2 separate regions of the Capra hircus genome follow, and region 1 is linked to region 2. The links are chromatin contacts, called in public Hi-C maps. All regions are on one chromosome and are shown on one strand. The core of a region is the stretch at or near the end of the contact, and the rest is flanking DNA. Distances in the headings are between cores, read along the strand shown.

Evidence for each region. A called contact is a pair of places that touch in the nucleus more often than the background predicts.
Region 1: a contact with region 2 is called in a Hi-C map of blood, with 5 times the contacts expected there. The contact joins two enhancer-like sites. A contact is called at or near these places in 2 of 5 Hi-C or Micro-C datasets (both in blood).

The regions. Positions count from the first base shown.
Region 1 is chr5:26,037,883-26,042,912 of ARS1.2, forward strand. No RefSeq gene overlaps it. Among named protein-coding and RNA genes, the nearest start is that of CALCOCO1, 29 kb to the right of the region's middle. Within about 2 kb of position 1,844, at least 1 of the 5 cell types and tissues checked has an H3K27ac peak or open chromatin away from gene starts, as enhancers often do.
Region 2 is chr5:26,088,129-26,092,989 of ARS1.2, forward strand. No RefSeq gene overlaps it. Among named protein-coding and RNA genes, the nearest start is that of CALCOCO1, 21 kb to the left of the region's middle. Within about 2 kb of position 3,528, at least 2 of the 5 cell types and tissues checked have an H3K27ac peak or open chromatin away from gene starts, as enhancers often do.

The DNA of each region.
Region 1 (5,030 bases), core at 594-3,093, 52 kb before region 2:
AGCATCTCGCCCATGCAACCCAGGGTCACTGTGGAGCTACAGCGTGGGACATTTACACTGCCCACTGACACCCTCATCACATCCGGCCCCAGAGGGATGGTCCCCAGGACTTCTCAGCCCAAGCTCTCAGGCCAAACCCCTCCCTCCAGCAATCCTGCCCTCCCAACCCTGCCTCCTCCAGCCCTCTGCCTCCCCAACACACACTCCTTAAGCACACATGCACGTGCACAGATGCAGACACACAGACACACACACGTCTACATATTTCTTCCTCATCTGCTTCCTGGGTTCACATTCCCTACCCTAAGATAATGCACCTCCTGAGAGTTGCCTCTTCTCTCCTTTCTACTGCTCCCTACTAAGTAAAGGAGTGCCGTCTTCCTTGTCTTCTGGGAAGTCTTCTGGACCTCCTCATCTTCCTCCATCTTCCCTCCTTCAGTCATTCCCAGTCTTCTGTCATCAGATTCACAAGAAGGTGTGATCCAGTAGCTTTTGACCAACTCTACTCACAAGCTCTTGCTAAGGGGTGGGGGGGTGGGGGGTTGCCCAGCAGGCCCCTCGGAGCAGGCTATCAGCCTCACCTCACCATCAGCCTAGGAGTGCCCCAAGGCAGGGCCCAGGCTCCTCCCCTCTGGGTCTCCCTTCAGTCCATTCAGGCAGTGTATTACTCCTGGTTCTGCTCCCTAGGAGTGAGGAGCAAAGTCAGAGAAAGCAACCTGAACAGGGATAGGATTCTGAGCCCCACACTTTGTCCTGTAAGTTTAGTGTCAGAGGACAGGCAGCTAGAGGGGACTGATCTCCGGTGTGGTGCTGCTTTCCTTTAGTAATCCAGGACTCCTTTGAATGTGTGTATGTGTGTGTGTATGTGTGTGTGTGCGTGTGAGGGGGGGAGAGAGAGAGAGAGAGACGCGCGAATCTGCATGGAGGGGAGAGGAACATGCAGGTCTGAGGCTCTAGGAGTCTAGTCCTGCCTGGGGTTGGAGTACTGGGGAAACTGGACTCCGAGGCTCACTGCAGCCTCTCAGCGGATCCAGCCCCAGGCCCGCATCTACAGAGGGCGGCGGCTGCAGGACTGACACAGCTTAGGCTCTGGGCATGCCTCCATACCCCCTGGGTTTGCATCTGCTCTGTCCAGTGCACCAATCCACATCGTTTCCTATGCTCTGCGGTTCAGTGCAGTCCCCATCTTCCCTTCTCGTCCACACTCAGGGCTCGGAGCTTAGAGCATCTGTTAGGATGGACCATATAAAATCCCTGATATTCTATTGGTTTGGGGGCCTATAAAACCTACTGCTTTTGGGTCTTCTCTCCTCAAAACATTTTTTTTTTAACTCCAGGCTGAGGAGACAGGGGAGCAGACTGAGGAAGGGTGAAGAATAATAATGGTCTAATATTTATTGAGCACATACACTGATTATAGGTGTGTTACATTTATAATCGCAGCGCTAATCGCATCTAAGGTTTATTTCCAACATTTTACAGGTGAGTAAGCCCAGGTTAGAAGGTTACATGGTGAGGAACTAGGGCTGGGATTCAAACTCAGCCCAAGAGCCACTGCTTCACAACTGCCACCCGCAACTAGGGAAGTCCAGGAAGAGACTGGGAGCCAGCGATCCTTGCGTGCAGCTTCACAAAAGGAAGGCAGAGGGGGGGAAACAGACCAAACTCAAACTGTCTCAGACCAGAAGAGCCCCCAATCAGATCCTTGGGTCAAAGCCCAAGGATCACATCTGAAACCTAAGGTTAGACGGGTCAGAGAAACAGACAGAGGGCCCGGGAGGAGGCTGGGAGGCTCCCGCCGCCGTGGGCAGAGCGCGGGGGAGCGGGAAGACAACGTGGAGGAGGCCAAGACCGGTGCAGATGAGCTGAAGGACAACGGCGCGGAGGAAGCGGGCTACGTTGTCTGCGAAGCGAAGCAGAGATCGATGGCGGCAGCAGGGGGAGGAAAGATAAAGTTCAGGCGAAAGTGTGGATGGCGGGAGGGAGGGAGAGACCCTGTGGAAGAGACACGGAGACTGCGGCAAAAAGAGGACCCGAGGGTTAGAAGCAGAGCACGGAGAAGGGGGGAGCTGGACTCAGCCGCAGTGAGAGCAAGTGGGAGGGAAGGAGGCAGAGAGAAGGGAGGACGAGATAGACCCGGAAAAGGGAGCCAGAAGCTCACTCTGGCCGTCTGGTGTGAGAAGGGACCTTCATCTCAAGGACACCGCGAAACACAGATGGATGGTGGAGAAGTGGGGGAGCCGCGACCCCGGCGGGGCGGGCACCTGCCCAGCCTGCCGCCCCCGCCGGCGCGGTCCTCGCGCCCGCCGCCCCCGCGCCGCGCCCTCCGGACCGCGAGCGCCCCCGCTACCCTGCCCGCCCCCGCCAGGCCCAGCCCGTGCTCAGCGCTGGCATGAAATTGGCTGCAGCCGTAATGAGTCCGCGCCGCGCGGAGGAGGCTGAGGGCCCGCCAGGGAGCCTTGCGCGCCTCGTTTAGCTTGTTTATTGTTCAGGCCTAATTAAAACGTTCCACCGCTCTGCGTTTACATCCGCCCCCCGCTAATGAATTCTCGGCCGCCGGGCGATTTCGGAAACTGCCCCAGGCCGGAAGGGGGGTAGGAGGTGGCGGGACTGGGGAAGGAGTGAAGGGGAGGGGGACGCGCACAAACACACACGCACCAAACACACTCGCTGCACACACCCACACCCTTTCACGGCCAAAGGAGCAATCAGACATCCGATGATTGACTCCGAGGTCCGAGTGAGTGCCCCCAGCCCCGTCGCCCCAAACCCTGGCAAGCAGGCGTTTGGAGGGGATGGAAGGCAGGGTTTGGATGAGGAGTGGGGAGAGGGAGGTCACGAGTGAGTGTGTGTGTCCTGTGCGTGGCAGGCCTGCGTGTGTCTGTGAGCACACTTGCTCCCGGAAGCGCGACCGGGGAGCGGCCTTGGGCGCACAGGTCTCTGTCTGTCTGCCTGTCTGTCAGTCCTTCGGGCTGTTCAGGCCGGTTTCTCTCCCACAGAGGGAACCTGCTCTTGGCTTGCAGTGTTTCTGGTGGCTCTGGGCGCAGCATTTTGTCATTTTGCTGGTTGCCTGCTTGTCACGACCTCAGCGAGGGCAGATGGAGCCAGTGGAGGGAGAGAGACAGTCGGTGATGCTTGGGTAGCCAGGGCTCCCTGCCGGCCTCTTTCCTCCTGCAGACACACACACACATTCAGCCCTCCACTGCAGGTAGTCAAATAAAATACACAAAAAGCAACCGAAATGCCATTCACACTTGACCACATGGAAACACACAAATGAACAAACACTCACAGACAGAGCAACTTGCCAATCACACATGTAGATTAAAAGACCACCTGTATGAACATGTCCCCCTGCCACACGTGTGTGCTCACACACACACACACACACACACAAAGACATGCAAACTTGGGTACACACTTCTCCAGGCAGTTGTACGTGAACTGTCACTGCTGACACATCTGTGTACCATTCAGTGGGCCCCAATTCCTCTCATAGAAAATTCAGATCACCCAGCCCCACCTTCAAAATCTGCCCCTCTCCATTCCCTTTCATCCTGGTTCCCCAACCCAGCTTTTATTCCAGGCCAGCAAAGCTATTCCTTGCCTGGATTATGGTTTGCTCCTGCTCCAGAACCATCAGAGAGGTGTTCTTCTCTTTTCCTACTCCAATCCATGCCTCGTTGAGTTTCTCCTTCCACAGCCCACACATAATTCTCCTCCTCCAGGCAGCCTTCCCTAAGGAACTGACTCTGACTCTTCCCTGGTCAGTTGCACTTGTTGATCTGGGCAGTGGTGAGTGTCACCAGGCTACTGTGATAGTACGTTGTCAGGGAGAGAAGACTGTAAGCTCCCCAAGGGCAGGGCCACTTGACCAAACATTTCAGGCCAATGTCAAGCTGAATGTGCCAGGCTTCAGTGCCAGGCTGGGATGTTCCTGGGAGTCCTATTACCTGGTTTTAACAAACAGAAAAATAAAACTAGTCCTCAAGAAGCCATCAGGAAAGTCTTCTGTCACATCTTGCAAGTATCTCCTTCAGAATGACCTTTCGGTGCCACTTGGGAGGACACACCCTCCACTGGGCCTTCCCACATTCACCTTGTTCTTAACTGGAAATGCTGCTTCCCATCTGGGCACTACCTCATCCTCCAATCTTGGAGAAAACTTGGCTCTTTTGAAAAATTAGATTCATCCTAAAGAATAAAAATGTGCAGTATAGCTCAGAGCTGTACTGCATGCTTTAAAGGTGATTCCCCAAAGAGGAATGTCAGGAAGGACCAGGCAACTGCAGCAGCAGCAGGTGAAGATGCTACTTTGAAGAAGATGGCATGCATTGGATTAATAAGGTTCTTTGTATTAATAAAAAGATAAGGTTATCCTAAAAATCCACTCGTTAACTTGCCCTCCCAACTGACCCGAAAGGTTGTTTTATCCCAACCCAAGATCTCTGAAGAGACAGGTGCCTGCCCACTATTCCCCTTACTCTGCCTTCTTCTCAACAGCCAAGTCTCTCTCCATGCCCCTCTCCCTCCTGCAGTTAAAGGCTGCCTCCCTCTCCATGTCTTTCACCTAAGCACGCCTCGGTCGTATTTCTTTCTACACCTCTGTCTTTCTCTGTCTTCTGTCAATTTCTCTACTGCCTTTTTCAATATCAGTTTCTCTCCCCCGATCTCTGTTGAGGCTCTCTCCTTCCATTTTCTGTCTCAATCTTTCTCTAACTTCCATCTCTGCTCTGCTCTCTCCCCTATGCTGCACCTCAACTACTCAAGCAGTCACTCGGAGAGGGAGGATGTGTAGAAGTCTAGTTCAGCACCAGATGATTCTGGCATTTTGAACAGAGCTCTGAATTGCTGTGTTTCTACACACACACACACACACACACACAGCCTCTCCTCTTAACTAGTCCCAGGTGGTGAGACACCAGCAGAGTCTAGCCTCAGGGTCTCCATCATGCTCTGGCTTCCATCTCCTCTCTTCCCTTCTCTCTCTTGCTCCCTCTGTTACTCTCTCTCCCTTTCTCATTACTCTC
Region 2 (4,861 bases), core at 2,278-4,777:
AATTTACAATAACGTTATATTGACTGTATGTTGAAGGGATATAATATTTTGAATAGATTGGGTTAAATAAAATACATTATTAAAGTCAGTTTCACCTAGTTCTTTTTCAAGTGTGGCTATTAGAAGATTTTGGGCTTCCCAAGTGGCACTAGTGGTAAAGAACCCGCTATCCAATGCAAGAAATGTAAAAGATGCCAGTAAAAGATGGGTCCAGAAGATCCCCTGGAGGAGGGCACGGCAACCCACTCCAGTATTCTTGCCTGGAGAATCCCAGAGACAGAGGAGCTTGGCGGGCTATGGTCCATAGGGTCACAAAGAATCAGACACAACTGAAAGCATGCAGGCACTAGATTTTAAATTATCTATGTGACCCATATTAAATTTCTACTGCACAGCATTAGTCTAAGCTCTGCCACTAAATAGGACCCCTACAATGTGGACATCCGTAAATTCACCCAGTCTCCCAACATCCCTCCTGGCAGAAAGAGAAATGCCTGGAATCCCAAGACTGCATTCTGTAGGTACCTGTGTGTCTCATGCTCCCAATGCCAGAACCCATGACAAGAGATTCCAGTGTTCAGTACCCCACCTCCCAGTTTCTCTGTGCCTGTCCCTTCTTCTCCAGGTACCTGTTGATAATCAGATAAGAGCAGAAATGTCCTATTGTAACTCTCAGAAAAGTAGATTCCCCCCTCCCCACCTAAGACTCTCAAATCTCTCTCCCATCCCTAAATTTAAAAGCCATGTCTTCTCCCAGTTTCCTCCATTTCTCGACTCCTTCTTTGCCTTTCTGAAACCTCGGAAATCTCTCAAACCGGTAGAAACACAGCATGGAAGCAATCACAAGGATTTAGAGATTTCTAGTACTCTTGCCTGGAAAATCCCATGGGCAGAGGAGCCTGGTAGGCTACAGTCCATGGGGTCGCTAAGGGCTGGACATGACTGAGCGACTTCACTTTCACTTTCACTTCATGCATTGGAGAAGGAAATGGCAACCCACTCCAGTGTTCTTGCCTGGAGAATCCCAGGGACGGGGGAGCCTGATGGCTGCCGTCTATGGGGTTGCACAGAGTCGGACACGCCTGAAGTGACATAGCAGCAGCAGCAGACTTAGTTTGCCATATTTCCTAATCATGTGACCTGGAATGAACCACCTCATCTCTCTGAACCCTCATCAGCAAAATGGATCTGTGATGATTATATGAGATCAGCTGTATAAAACACCTTGTGCAGAGCCCTACCCACAATAGTTACTTTGTAACGTGGGTTTCTCACTTTGCATCTTACCCCTGAATATCTGGAGAACTAGGAAAAGAAACAGTAAACTTAGTTTCATGTATATGGACTAATAGAATCTTAAAACCAAAAAGGGGCTTAGAGATATATTTCCAGCTCTCCATTCAGTGCACAAATTGCCTGGACTCCATCCCTCATTGGTAGTCATCCAACCTCTGCTTAAACATCTCCAGGGGCCATTCACTGGTTCACTCAATAAACAAGAACAAGGCACTGTGGGAGCCACAAAGAAGGGCAGACACAGCTCTCACTGTTAAAGAGCCTACTTATATAATAGCAAAAAGGACAGAGAAGTTACTATCACATAAGATAAACACTGGTATGTGCCAGTCAAGGTGCATACAGAGCCAACCACCTTACAGGTTAATAATATATGTGCAACAAAGTGTAGCTCTAATGTTGAAATCCCTCCTAAATCCCAGACCTCAGTGTTCCCATTCATTTCATGGAAAATGCAGCAAGATCCTTCCACATTAGATCTTGGGTCATTCTCTTTTTTTTACTATTTTGTTTTTGGCTGTGCTGGGCCTTCATTGCTACATGCGGGCTTTCTCTAGATGCAGCAAACTGGGGCTGCTCTCTAGCTGCGCTGTGTGAGCTTCTCATTGCAGGGGCTTCTCTTGCTGTGGAGATCGGGCTCTGGGCATGCAGGCTCAATAGTTGAGGCTTGGTTGCTCTGCTGCATGTGGGATCGTCCCCGATCCGGGATCCAAACCATGTCCCCTGCATTGGCAGGTGGATTCTTAACCACAGGACCACTAGGGAAGTCCCATGGATCATTCTTAAGGAGGACACTTTTTGTAAAAACCTTTAAAATTCCAGGAGGGTGTGAACATGGAAAAGGCTAGAACAGATAAATGGTAGCACAGGTGTAGGGAGAACTGCAAGATCCTCCGGCCTCTTCTGTCTCAGAATTTCTAGGAATCCCTAGATGTCTACCCTAGATGTACAGTCCCTTACTACGAGTAATTCCTGTCGCCCTGGGAAGCCCTGTACATCCCCACTCTCGGGGCTCATCCAAATGTCTTCCTCTTCTTTTCTTTTTCATCCCACCCCTCTTACATTTTTTCACCTTTTATCAGCATCTCTATGATTTTCTTTGCGTCCATCTCTGCTTCTGCCTGTCCCTCTCATTATTTTGATTTGGCATATCTGATATTCTCAAGGTCTTTCTGTCTCTCCATCTCCCTCTCTTTTACTCTTTCATCATTCTCGATTTCTTGGTTGGTTTCCATTCTCTGTCTCTGGCCTCGCTTTCTCCCCAGCTGCCGCAAAGCCATAAACCCAGCCGGCCCTGCAGCAGGCAGCCGCCAATCACTGGGCTCCAGGAGTTGCGGGGAGGGGGCTGCAGAGAGAAGGGGGCTTGGAAAAGCTGGGGCGTTGTTGCTACAGCATGGGAGGGGAGAGGCAGAAAAGAGCAGAGAGATGCCACTCCCAGAAGGCGACCACAGCTTTCCTGCAGGAAGCAGACACCTGACTCCTCTTTCTGTTGGGAATCAGGGTACCTGGGTCCTTCCCCTGTACTCCCCAAATTGTGATTTCTCGTCTAAAACAACAGGTCACAGATCACTCACTCCTCCAGAGATTTGCCTCCTTCATTTTCAGGCTGTCCCAAGATGAAGGAGCTAAGGGACTCTGGGAGTCTCGGGATGTTTGGGACATACGTTACAGGAACATTCCCTGGGATGGGAAGATTCCCTGGAGAAGGAAATGGCAACCCACTCCAGTACCCTTGCCTTGAAAATCCCATGGACGGGGGAGCTTGGTGCAGGCTACTATCCATGGTGTTGCCAAGAGTCGGGCACGACTGAGCGACTTCACTTTCACTTTTCCTTTCACAGGAACATTGGGACAATAAATGGATGACCAGGACTTGGCGCTGGGAAGACACTGAGAAGAGGCAGACTCTTTATCGGTCAAGGGCGAACCAGAAGGGTGGGCAATCCAGGCTCCTTACCTGCTACCTCTATCCCCAAAGCAGGACAGACAGCCTGAAACCCTGGTCCCTAGTCTAGGCTGGGATTGGGCAGTTTAGGTGCTATATAAGGAGCAACTGTCCAGCTCATCGACAGGAAGCTACAGGGCCTGGGGAAGAGAAAGGGTGCTAGAAGGGGAAAGCAGGAAAGGGGAGGGATTAGCGAGAGATTTTAGGAGAAGACAGAGGAGGAACTTGCCGTTCTGTTCGGGCCCAGCGAGTGGTAATTCCTGGTGTGCCGGCGACCCCTGCTGGCTGCGCACGTCACTGCCCGGGAGAAGGGAAGGAACAGCCGGCCTGTGTGGGTCCCAGCGTGGGTCGAATATGACACTGCGTTTTGTGAGTGTGTCACCGTACAGCGGTCACGGCGCCTGTGTCACCACCTGAGATTATATGTGGGCACCCCTGGGTGATGGCAGTAATGTGATAGAGCACAAAAGTCACAAAGTTCAGGCTCTGAACTTCTGGCTGCTCCTCAGGGAGTCCAGACTGGGAAGGGGGAGGTCTCCTAGCCCAACAGACGCCTCACTAACGTCATGTATGAACCCACTCGTTGAGGCTCTGCAGGCATCAAAGTAAAATTTACCTGTCCGAGTTTAGGGGGAAAAGTGTGGGCTTTGGAAACAGACTTACCTAGGTTAAAATCCTGATTCCCTGTACTAGCCATCTGACCTCAGGCAAATTACTTAACTTCTCTGAGTCCAATTTCCTCCCCTGAAAGGCATGTTAATACCCATCTCACAGGGTTATTGTGAGTGTAGCCCAGTGCCTGGCAATGGAAAGCGTTTAACAGATGCTAATTTTCTGCCTCCCTTTTCCTTTACCTCCCACCCCCAAGATGCCGCAGGGATTTCAAAAGGCAAATGAACAGAGGATATTGTTGACACTGGTGATGGTGGTGGTTTATATTTACATCACTCACGAAAATCGTTTAAACATATTTTTAATATGTGGCTTTTTCCCTTTTTATTAGCCAAGCACATCATGATCATGTTTTATTGGGATAGAAATATCCTGATGTTATGGCAGGTATGTAGAAGGACAGCCTTATGAAGTGATAACAAGGCATGACAAATCTTTCTTTATTGTGATACATTTTCATTACTCAGGTTAATCAGGAATTACCCATTAGAACAAGGGCTTAAGATAAGTACATGACAGTCATCTGTGCAGATCAGAATCTCCTGATTTTCCAATGGGTATCTAATTGTTATTGCTGTTGTGGGGGGATGATTAATGCTTTGATTGAACTGGTCTTAAAACATTAGAATAACTCGAGATACGACAGGCAGTTAGAAACAGTATATTCTGAAATTTAAAAGAGGACGGATTTCAATTCTACCAAAAAATGTCTAACCATTACAGCTGTCCAGTGACAGAGGGCAAACTGCTCATGAAGTAAAGAGCTCCTTCTGGGGAGAAGTACTGAAGCAGAAGCTGGCCCTGGCAGGCTAACTGTGAAAGAAGTCTAGGCTGCAGAGGAGACTGGATAAGAGGCCCTTTGAGGTGCCTCCACAAATACACTGCCGTGAATAATGAATACTTAGCTCTGTAGAAGTGTTGTCCCAAATGACATTACTGCCATACCCA